Regions from separate parts of the Sus scrofa genome. Here region 1 is linked to region 2. The links are chromatin contacts, called in public HiChIP or PLAC-seq maps. All regions are on one chromosome and are shown on one strand. The core of a region is the stretch at or near the end of the contact, and the rest is flanking DNA. Distances in the headings are between cores, read along the strand shown. Region 1 holds the start of PRELP (prolargin). Region 2 has its middle 36 kb from the start of PRELP.

Region 1 (4,640 bases), core at 756-3,255, 36 kb after region 2:
GAATATCCACCTGGTCGTCTCCACTCCTCCTTTCAATTCTCTCTGCATAGCCTCGGCCAGGGGGAAACTCTGGAGAGATGGAAGGACGCATCAGCTTAGAGTTGGTCATCATCGATGCCCAGGAACATAGACTCTGGGGATTCAGACAAACCCCACAGAAATGCATACAAATCATACTTCTGCACCCTGTCCAACCCCACCCACCCCCACCTTTGCTCATCCTCCCAGAACCTCATGGTATCTTGCTCACCTTTTATTTTTTTCTTTTTCTTTTTTTGCTTTTAAGGGCTGCAGGTGCAGTATATGGAAGTTCCCAGGCTAGAGGTCTAGTAGGAACTGCAGCTGCCAGCCTATAGCATACCACAGCCACTGCAACGCAAGATCCAAGCCACATCTGTGACCTACACCACAGCTCATGCAACACTGGATCCTTAACCAACTGAGCAGGGCCAGGGATGGAATTCAAGTCCTCATGGACACTAGTTGGGTTTGTTAGTGCTGAACCACAATGGGAACTCCTTGCTCACCTTACTTGAATGCTACTGACCACCTACCACACCAAGGGAAACAAGCAAAGCTAGGGTCTGATGTCCTCAGTCTGCAGAAGGGGACATGTACACTTTGGATGAAAAACTAAATGCATGAGTGAGTGTCCCAGCACACCCAGGGTCAATGACTATGGACAGCAGCTACACACTGTCCTCCAGCAAGACCTCACCAGCCGGTGTGGAAGGCACAAGATTTTGGGTGGAAGGGGGATGGGAAAAGAAGGTGCAGGTTTTATTTTTTCTTCCTTGTTTTTCAGTCTGATACCATTCATCATAATCCCCCTCCCAAAGCCTAACATCTTCCCAGGTTGTAAAATGCTTTCATATTTATATCATTTAATCTTCCCAACACTGTGAGGAAGGTATTATCCCCATTTTTTAGATGAGGAAATTGAGGCTCCACACGATCAAGTGACTCACTCGCCCAAGATCAACATAATTCATAAGAGGCAGAGCCCAGGACGGCTGATCCTAATTTTATTGTTCTTCCCTTTATTGCCAGATTGGGGAAGGGAGAAGGGAGTTCCCATCACTGGGCTCAGCAGCTCTCCAAGGACTGATGATAGAAAAAGTAAATCCCATTGAGTTTTTTAAGTAGTCAACTGAGGTCGCAGGAAGTTTTGATGGGCAGCTACTTAACACAGCTATAAGTGTGTTGTAGTTTTTGGTTGAGAGAACTGATAGAGGTAATGGTCTTACTTGAATGGGATGACATGGACAGGGGACCCTGGGATTCCCCCATATACTTTGTGTGATGACTATATGGCCCCCAAATCTCTCCTGAGTACAATATACATGGAGAAGCTGGCACTGTCCACATGGACAGTGACTTTAAGTCTTACAGCAAATTTTTACTCTCTTGCCTTTGCAGTATAATCCCAGGTCAGACTTTCCCTCTCTGGTTCTCAGAGCATCCCAAACCAAGGCTCAGTCCTGGGCTAGCTTGCACAGCAAGACTCCATTCCCTTAGCAACCTCTCAGAGAAGGCAACCTGGGGAAGAATTGTGTCTGCTTAAAGGAAACATCCCACACCCCTCACATCTGGGAATTGAACACGGGCAGTGAAGGGCATCAGAAGCAAGACAGTTGTTAGGAGGAGGAATGAAACAGTCTGGTGCTGGACCCAGCCATCCAGTCCTGGCCTGCACAGAAGTTGCTTTTCATTCCTTTTCCTCTGTTAATTTGGCTTGCTTTCCAAACATGGGTCAAACAATCTCCCTCCCAGAAGCAGCAGCAGAAGGAAATGTTATTAAAAACGAGTCCGTTAGTGGGCATGGTGTGTGGATGAAGTCTTTGGGAGTTTTGGCTGCTAAATAAAGACTTTATTGTTGTCATTCCTCCTTTCCCAAGCTCCCTCCCTCTCTTCTCTCCTCCCTCCCTCCTCCCCCCTCCCTCCGTCCTCCTCTCCCTCCTTACGATCTGGATCTGCCTGTCCCTCCCCCTAACCTAACCTCCCCACCCCAATAGGATCCAGTGGAAGAAAAGTCAGGCAAACTCGAGCACGAACACACCACAAGGAGATCAGAACTTCCAGCTGGCTCTCTGCTGCCACAGCTCCACCAAAGGGTGGGGGGAATCAGAGGGAGCCTTGCCGGACACTAAACCCAGAGCTGAGAGGAGAGGCAGGTGGTACAGGTAAGCCCAGTGGGAGATGGGGAGGAAGACTCCTGCCTCCAGCCAGTCTCCTGCTCCGTCCAACCTTGTTACTGATCTAGTCTCTATCTTTTCCTTCCTTCCTTCCACCCACCAAACGTCTCCCCTTTCAAAGGAACTCAAATTAATTCTTCCTCATTTGTTATTTCTTGTTATTGATCTAGTCTCTATCTTTTCCTTCCACCCACCAAACATCTCTCCTTTCAAAGGAACTCAAATTAATTCTTCCTCATTTCTTCTCCACCCTCTTTCTTCTCTTCATCATTCTCTATCCATGTCTTTGTTTTGCTGCAAAGTTAAACTTTCTTGGTACGGGTGTTGGTTGTAGGGCAGACAAACACCACACACAGCATTTCTACAAATCAGGTTCCCAGAGAAACCCTACTCTAGAACCCATTTCTCTGAACCTTTCACGTTTTGTCACACACCATCACAGGCATACACACGTGTCACACAGAGGCTACGCTTCCACTCCACATGCACACACACAAACTACACACACAGTACAAAGGCATCCTGTCCATTCACCTCCACTCTGGCTGCACAGGAGGTGCAGCGCTAGACCACATAGTGACCAGACACCAGGAGGGACACGCACACGCACACACAAACACACACACACACTGCCTCTTGTCTCTCACCCTCTCACACACCTCCCCAACTGTACAAGGAAAGGGAAAGTGCATTTTCCCACTGTGATGGTGGAGCCAAAAGAAATCATGTGTCCTGCGTCCAGCCTGAGCAGGAAGGGGATGAACGAGTGCAAAAGCTGGAAGGATGTCTTTGCTCTTTAGAACTTAATTAGGCAGGGGAGGGAAAAATAGCTTTCCCATCTGCACAGTGTCCTCCCTGTACCTCTGACTTTCTCAGTCTCACTGGTCCAAGCCACTTGTCTTTTGGAAAGAAAGAGAAGAAAGCAACCCCGCTCCCAAGCTTTGGAGGTCATAATTCTCAGCTCTGGGGGCAAAGCATTTCATTTTTATTGCAGGCATATTTCTTTTTAAAGCCACTTCAAAATCATCCCAGGTTGGCAAGAGGTCCCTGTGGGAGAGAAAAAGGGACAGTAGTTCCTTAATCAGTCAGGGAGGGGAAAAACTAAAGTGGGTAACTGAATGGAGCTTGTTTCCAAAGAGGGTGGACCTTTTCTACCCACCACCTCACTCCAGGAGAAAGAGCTGTCCCATGGCAGGCAGGGCATGGGCCAGATTAAGTTTTCTCAATACAGTTGATCTGGGGGCAGGGGTGGAGGAGAGGGGTGCGTACTAAAAACATAGACCCCTTGCTCCAGAACCACTGCATCGAGACCCAGGAATCTGTTGTTGTTTTAGGACTTGAGAGCATCTGAACCAGGGGCCCGAGGGAGTCCCATGTGGGACGGAAGAGCCCAGGACTTCTGGCAGTCTTATCTGGGCAGAAGGCCTATGTGGCATCCTGGACAAGGACTGTCTGATGGAGGAGCTCCAGAGTGCTCCAAACGGGCCACCCTCTTTTGCGGAGTAGAAGCAAGCACCTGAGGGAAAAGGGAAGCTCTCTTGTGAACATCCCACCTCCCTTCTCCAGGCAAGCATTGGCAGCCAGATAAAGGGAGAACATTCCAGAAAGAAAATTCCCTCAAAGTAGTTCCAAAGAGCTTATGTTTCCCCTTGCCTACTAATCTGCCTGCCCTGGGCCCCCATCCCTTCTGGATCCCCCCAAACAGCTGTCTGTTCTGGTGGCTCACACAGGGTAGAGGGGCAGCCCCATTTATGGGGCCCATGTGGGAGGCTGGAAGGGCCAAAAAGCCAGGTGCAAAGGGTTGGGAGGGGAAGTCATGAACCGCAGTGGGACACCATGGCCACCTGAGGAAATGAGACTGTACCATCCCTGGCCAACATCCTCTCACCTGCTGCAGGAAGGTCTAGTGTGGGGCTGGTGAGTTGGAGGAACAGAGTGAATGTTCCCCATTCCCCAAATGGCTGGGGACATCTATCTCTCTAATTCGTTGGTTCTGAGACCCAGGTGTCATATCACAGGCCCCGAAGGGGAAGAAGTTGCTCTGTGTGGAAGAGTTGGGGAAAATCCACGAGCTGTACCCACCTGCAAGGATCCTTGCCTTCCAGAGGGCTGCCCTCTGGCCAAGCTGAAAGGAAAGAGACTCTGTGATTTTTAAAATAATGTGAACTATAGCTTCTCATTCACTGAGCACTCATTTTTCACACATTTATGCATTTACTTCAAAATAAAATGGGTGTTAGGATGCCCATTTTACAGATGAGGAAGCTGAAGCTTGGTAGAAGTAAGAGATTTCCCAAGAGCACCCACCTAACAGCTAAAGAGTTGCAGGGTTGAGACCCAGGTCTACAAGCGCCCAAAGCACCAGAAGATTCTTACAAGCTTTCTTCAGAGGGTGGAGATGCTAGGGGATGGAAACAGAGAAAAGGATATGGTGAGGTGACAGCC
Region 2 (4,714 bases), core at 441-2,940:
GGCCGCCTCTGACACTGGCACCCATATTGCTAAAGTCTTAGTCAGTTGTCTCTGACGGTGGCTGGCAGTCTCTGCGGGAATCTGGGCAACTTGTTCATGACTGGTGGAGGGTGATAAGTGTGAGAATGGGCACGCGTGGAGTACCGAGGCCACACATAGGAGGGCTGACCAATCCAACTATGGACGGGAGATCTGGGGAGGAAGGGACCACCATGTAGAGGTAAGGGTGGGATGAGAATGAGATAGTGTTGAAGTGGAAGGCAAAGCTGCTTGAAGGGGCGTGGGAGTAATGCTGGGGGGGGGGGGGCGCTGCGCTTTATGCTGACAGTGACAGAGGGACTGTTCCTCCTGCCCTTGTCCAGAACAGCCAGTCCCCTTTCCTGCCTTCCTTGACAAGGCTTCCAGCTGCCTAGGATAAACTAGACCTGGTCAAATCCTGCCCATTCTCCAAGGCCCTGTTCAGATTCCCTTTTCTCCAGGAGCCCTTTCCGGTTTTTTGTTTGTTTGTTTGTTTGTTTGTTTTGTCTTTTGTCCTTTTAGGGCCACACCAGCAGCATATGGAGGTGCCCAGGCTAGGGGTCCAATAGGAGTTGTAGCCGCTGGCCTATGCCAGAGCCACAGCAACGCCAGATCCAAGCCGTGTCTGCAACCTACACCGCAGCTCATGGCAATGCTGGATCCTTAACCCACTGAGTGAGACCAGGATCGAACCCACAACCTCATGGGTTCCTAGTCAGATTCGTTTCCGCTGCACCACGATGGGAACTCCCAGGAACCCTTTTTGGACAACCTCATTTCATTCATTCATTCATTCAACAAACTTTATTGAGCTCCTCCGGTGACCTAGGCACTGTGGTAGGCACAGCCCATGAATAGACGTTGCTCACACCCTTGGCCAGCCTGTGGAGCACAATGGTTTGGAAACCCCGGTGACATCTCTTTTGATCTCCTCTAGGTGTCCAGCCCATGAAGCTGTCAAGGACCCTTCAGAGCAGCCCCCTCCCCACTAGACAGCTCCAGGGACAGAGACCAGGCCTCCTCATCTCTGGGGCTGGCTGGCCCAGTGCTGTGCGCTTGGGATGCTCCCCACATTTTAGAGATATCTGGCTTTCCAACAATCTTAAAAGAAGTGGAAAGTTCTCCTGGGAGTTCCCATCATGGCACGGCAGAAACGAATCCAACTAGGAACCACGAGGTTGCGGATTTGATCCCTGGCCTCGCTCAGTGGGTTAAGGATCTGGCATTGCCGTGAGCTGTGGTTAGGTCGCAGAAGTGGCTAGGATCTGGTGTTGCTGTGGCTGTGAAGTAGGCTGGCAGCTATAACTCTGAATAGACCCCTAGCCTGGGAACCTCCATATGCCATGGATGTAGCCCTAAAAAAGACAAAAAGACAAAAAAAAAAAAAAAAAGAAAAAAGAAAAGAAAAAAGAAAGTTCTCCTGGCTGACACCCACCCCTTTCCCTATCCTCCCTGATTCCAGCACAGCTCCTCTGTTGAGAAGAGAGGTGAAGCTCCCGCTGAACCTTTGGCCCCAGGAAGCAAAAAGAGAACAGAAAGGAGGAAACGTCTGGGCTGGATGCCAGCCCAGATGCCTCGGGCCCAGCTGGGGATTCTGGGTCCTCTGTGCTCCGGAATGTGAGAAGGGCTTGCCAGGGCGGCTTGGAGCAGCTCCTCCCCAAGCCACTGGCTCCGCAACCTGGACAGAGCCACGCTGGCAGCTCCTCTGCAGCCCTCCTCGCGGTGCGCTGGTGCCCCACGGTGGACAGACAGCAGGCTCTGATCTCATTCCCTCCTGAGGCTTTGTCTCCCAGAGGGAGAGGGCTCAGGGGGCCCTTGCTTGGGGGTGAGCCTTGGGCATGGCCCCTGCACTTTCTCCATTCTCACCACTGATCACTCCCCTGGGCTTTTGGGCACACTCTTCAGAATAGGCTGACGGCTCTGAGGTGTTGTCTTCCTCCGAATCAGGCACAGACCCACCCCCTGCTGGTGGGCATTTCCCACTGCAATCTAATGAAAAACAAGCTTCTCAGAGGTCCATCTAAAAGGCCACATTGGGGCTGGGGCACTCTGTGCGAGCCCCCCACCTTTGTGGGGCAAGGTGAAAGTGATCAGGCCTGGAGAAGCCAAAGCTTCTGCCAGCCTGGAGCCCACTATCTCCATCTAGGCCGAGGATGGAGGGCAGAGTCAAAGGGGAAGGTGGCCCAGCTGAAGCTGGGATGCAGAGGAGAGGCAGAAGGCCAGAGGCGTGTGGGGACCCCCTGGGGCTGAACCAGAGCCCTGGAATGCCAGGGAATGTAGGAGCATCAGTTCTTAAATTTTAATTTAATTTTTCCCTGATAAGAGGCTGTGCGCAGCTGCTGGAAAGAGAGGGGCATTAACTTTCCACCAGCCACTGAGCAGACAGCCCTCTCGATGATGCCATGTGGGCCCCTCATCTCTCAGGCATGAGTCTCCTGGAGGTTCACTGCCAAGGTCCTACCAAGAGTCCGAGCAGAGCCAGCGAGAGAAGCTACAGAGAAACAGGGCCGGGAGCAGCGACCAAGCCTGAAGGTGTCAGGAGGAAACAAGGCCAGAGATGAGGAAAGTGCAAGAGAGCAGCTTGAAGAGATAAAGTGTGAGAAATGGTCAGATCAGTCTATGAACAGGATTGAGTTTATTGGCCAGAGGAAGGGAGAGCTGAGCATCCCTAGAGCCTACGTGTCAGAGGCTGTGTCGGGCGGGACTTTTAGACACATCTCATTGAACCCTCATTTCAGCAAGGCACTGACATCTTTTACAGGAGACTGACACTTTTGTAAGGAATTTCAGTACCTTGCCTGGGGCTCCATGGCTAACGTGGTGGAGGTCTGAATGCAGGAATCTGAATGCAGGTCTGTCGGATGACAGATGGCCTCCCCATCACTCCAAATTCTATGAGCAAGGAGGAGTGGATGGATCAGAGGAGACAAAAGGAACTCCAGAATTGTAGACATTTAGGACTGAAATTAAGGTCTTCTACAGCAATTTTGCCTCCAGGAGAAATTAGATTTCAGTGAGAACAATGTCATGTCTTAATTAGGTAGCCAATTAATTTTGAAAGGAGATCACATATCCAACCAGCCTTCCTTCCTTCCCTTCTTCCCTCTAACAATTTTTATGGAGCAGTCACAACCTGTTAGGCATGGTATTGGGTTTGAGGAACAAATAGGTGTAAGAACCACAATTTATTCCCAAATCCTTGATAAATTCCAGGAAATTGAGGCAGCACTTTACCCACATACCCTTACTCTCAGGGCAATTTTCTCCCTGGCTTTACTTCTGAGTTTCAGGTCAGGGCCCAGCAAAACTCCTGCTTCTCCCTCCAGCCCAGTTCCCTCTGTTTTGAGAGCCGGTCAAGCTCCCTCCCGGCCCCTCCCCTCCACCTCCTCTCCCTGAGCTGCTCCAGGGGCTACAGCCAGACTAGTCAGTGACGACACACACAAACGGGTCTTTAAAAGCCCTAAGCCTTTGAGCTTCTTTCACACATCTGGACACAGCTGGACCTGGGGCAGCCCAAATTCTCCAGGCCACAAGTCACACGGACATCCCAGCCTGGGACAGATGAACTATTTCTTTGGCTCTGGCCTCTTCCCCTCATAGTCACTGACCCAAATGTCTCCAATGCATAGAAGCACACCCCACCCGCTTCTGCTGTGAAGTCACGTGCAGCACCCAGAGAGCCCACACGGTCCATTCTCAAAGCCGTTGCTTTCCAATAAACTCAGCCTGGTAACCAAGAGATGTTTCAAAATAACTCAGGATATCTGTATGCATTCTCAAATACTCTGAAGAGGATCAGAGCAATACTCCTTAAAATCCTGTTTTTCCTCTCCCATGTATTTCTCTACATACCAACTCTGATCCTGTGCCTCTCTCCTTTCCAAAATTCCTACCCCTAAACTCCTCTTCCAGCTCCAGTCACACATCCCTTCTCCTTCTTGCCACTTTCCTCCTGATTCTGCAACACAAAAGCCCAAAATCAACAGATGCTCCCTGGAGAGAGAGGAGGGGAGGAAGAGGACTGGGTTAACCGCTCTCTCCTAGGCAGGGGAGAGGGCGGAAGGCTGAAAATATTCGTACAGGCATCATTTTTTCCTCATCACAGTAGCTGTCACCACAGATCACATCAAGCCTCAACTGGGCAGGACAACTGCTGGACAAAGTGACCCACCTGACTATTTTGGTCAGTCCTGATGTGAATACTTTGTTCCAATTCCAAGTTATAACTGACCAGTTAACTGCCCCAATTTTGAGTTGGGAAAATATGGTCACCCAATCTCTGACCCACCCTTCCTCTTGGCAACCCTAACATATCCTGACTGTATTAAATACTTTCTATATTACTATAGACTGAAACTTTGTTTCCCCCACCCAAATTCATATGTCGAAATCCTAACCTGCCAATGTGATGGTATTTGGTGGTGGGGCCTTTGGGAAGTGATTCAGTCATGAGGTTGGAGCCCTCATGAGTAGATCTGTGTCCCTATAAAAGAGACCCAGGGGACTCCCTTGTCCTTTCTGTCGTGTGAGACACTGTGAGAAGACAGCTGTCTGTGTATCAGGAAGTGGGTTTTTACCAGATACCAAATCTGCTGGTAACTTGATATTGGAATTCCCAACCCCCAGAAGGATGAGAAATAAATTCTTATTGTTTATGAGTCACCCAGTCCATGGTGTTCTGTTATAACAGGCCACA

What was found. HiChIP or PLAC-seq counts read pairs in DNA pulled down with a chosen protein or histone mark.
Region 1: a contact with region 2 is called in an H3K27ac HiChIP or PLAC-seq map of skeletal muscle. The contact joins the promoter of PRELP here to the enhancer-like site in region 2. A contact is called at or near these places in 15 of 47 Hi-C or Micro-C datasets (adipocytes, adipose tissue, alveolar macrophages and 10 more) and 1 of 2 datasets of contacts at active chromatin or transcription factors (skeletal muscle).

What each region holds. Positions count from the first base shown.
Region 1 is chr9:64,188,977-64,193,616 of Sscrofa11.1, forward strand. It overlaps PRELP (prolargin), which reads left to right and starts at 2,006. Exons shown (of 3, transcript XM_003130106.4): 1 at 2,006-2,183. LOC106507842 (a long non-coding RNA gene) reads right to left here. Exons shown (of 3, transcript XR_001304135.2): 2 at 4,278-4,320; 3 at 2,193-3,242.
Region 2 is chr9:64,152,846-64,157,559 of Sscrofa11.1, forward strand. No RefSeq gene overlaps it. Among named protein-coding and RNA genes, the nearest start is that of PRELP, 36 kb to the right of the region's middle. Within about 2 kb of position 1,691, at least 56 of the 83 cell types and tissues checked have an H3K27ac peak or open chromatin away from gene starts, as enhancers often do. A contact at or near this core is called in adipose tissue, alveolar macrophages, liver and 5 more, where this site is marked.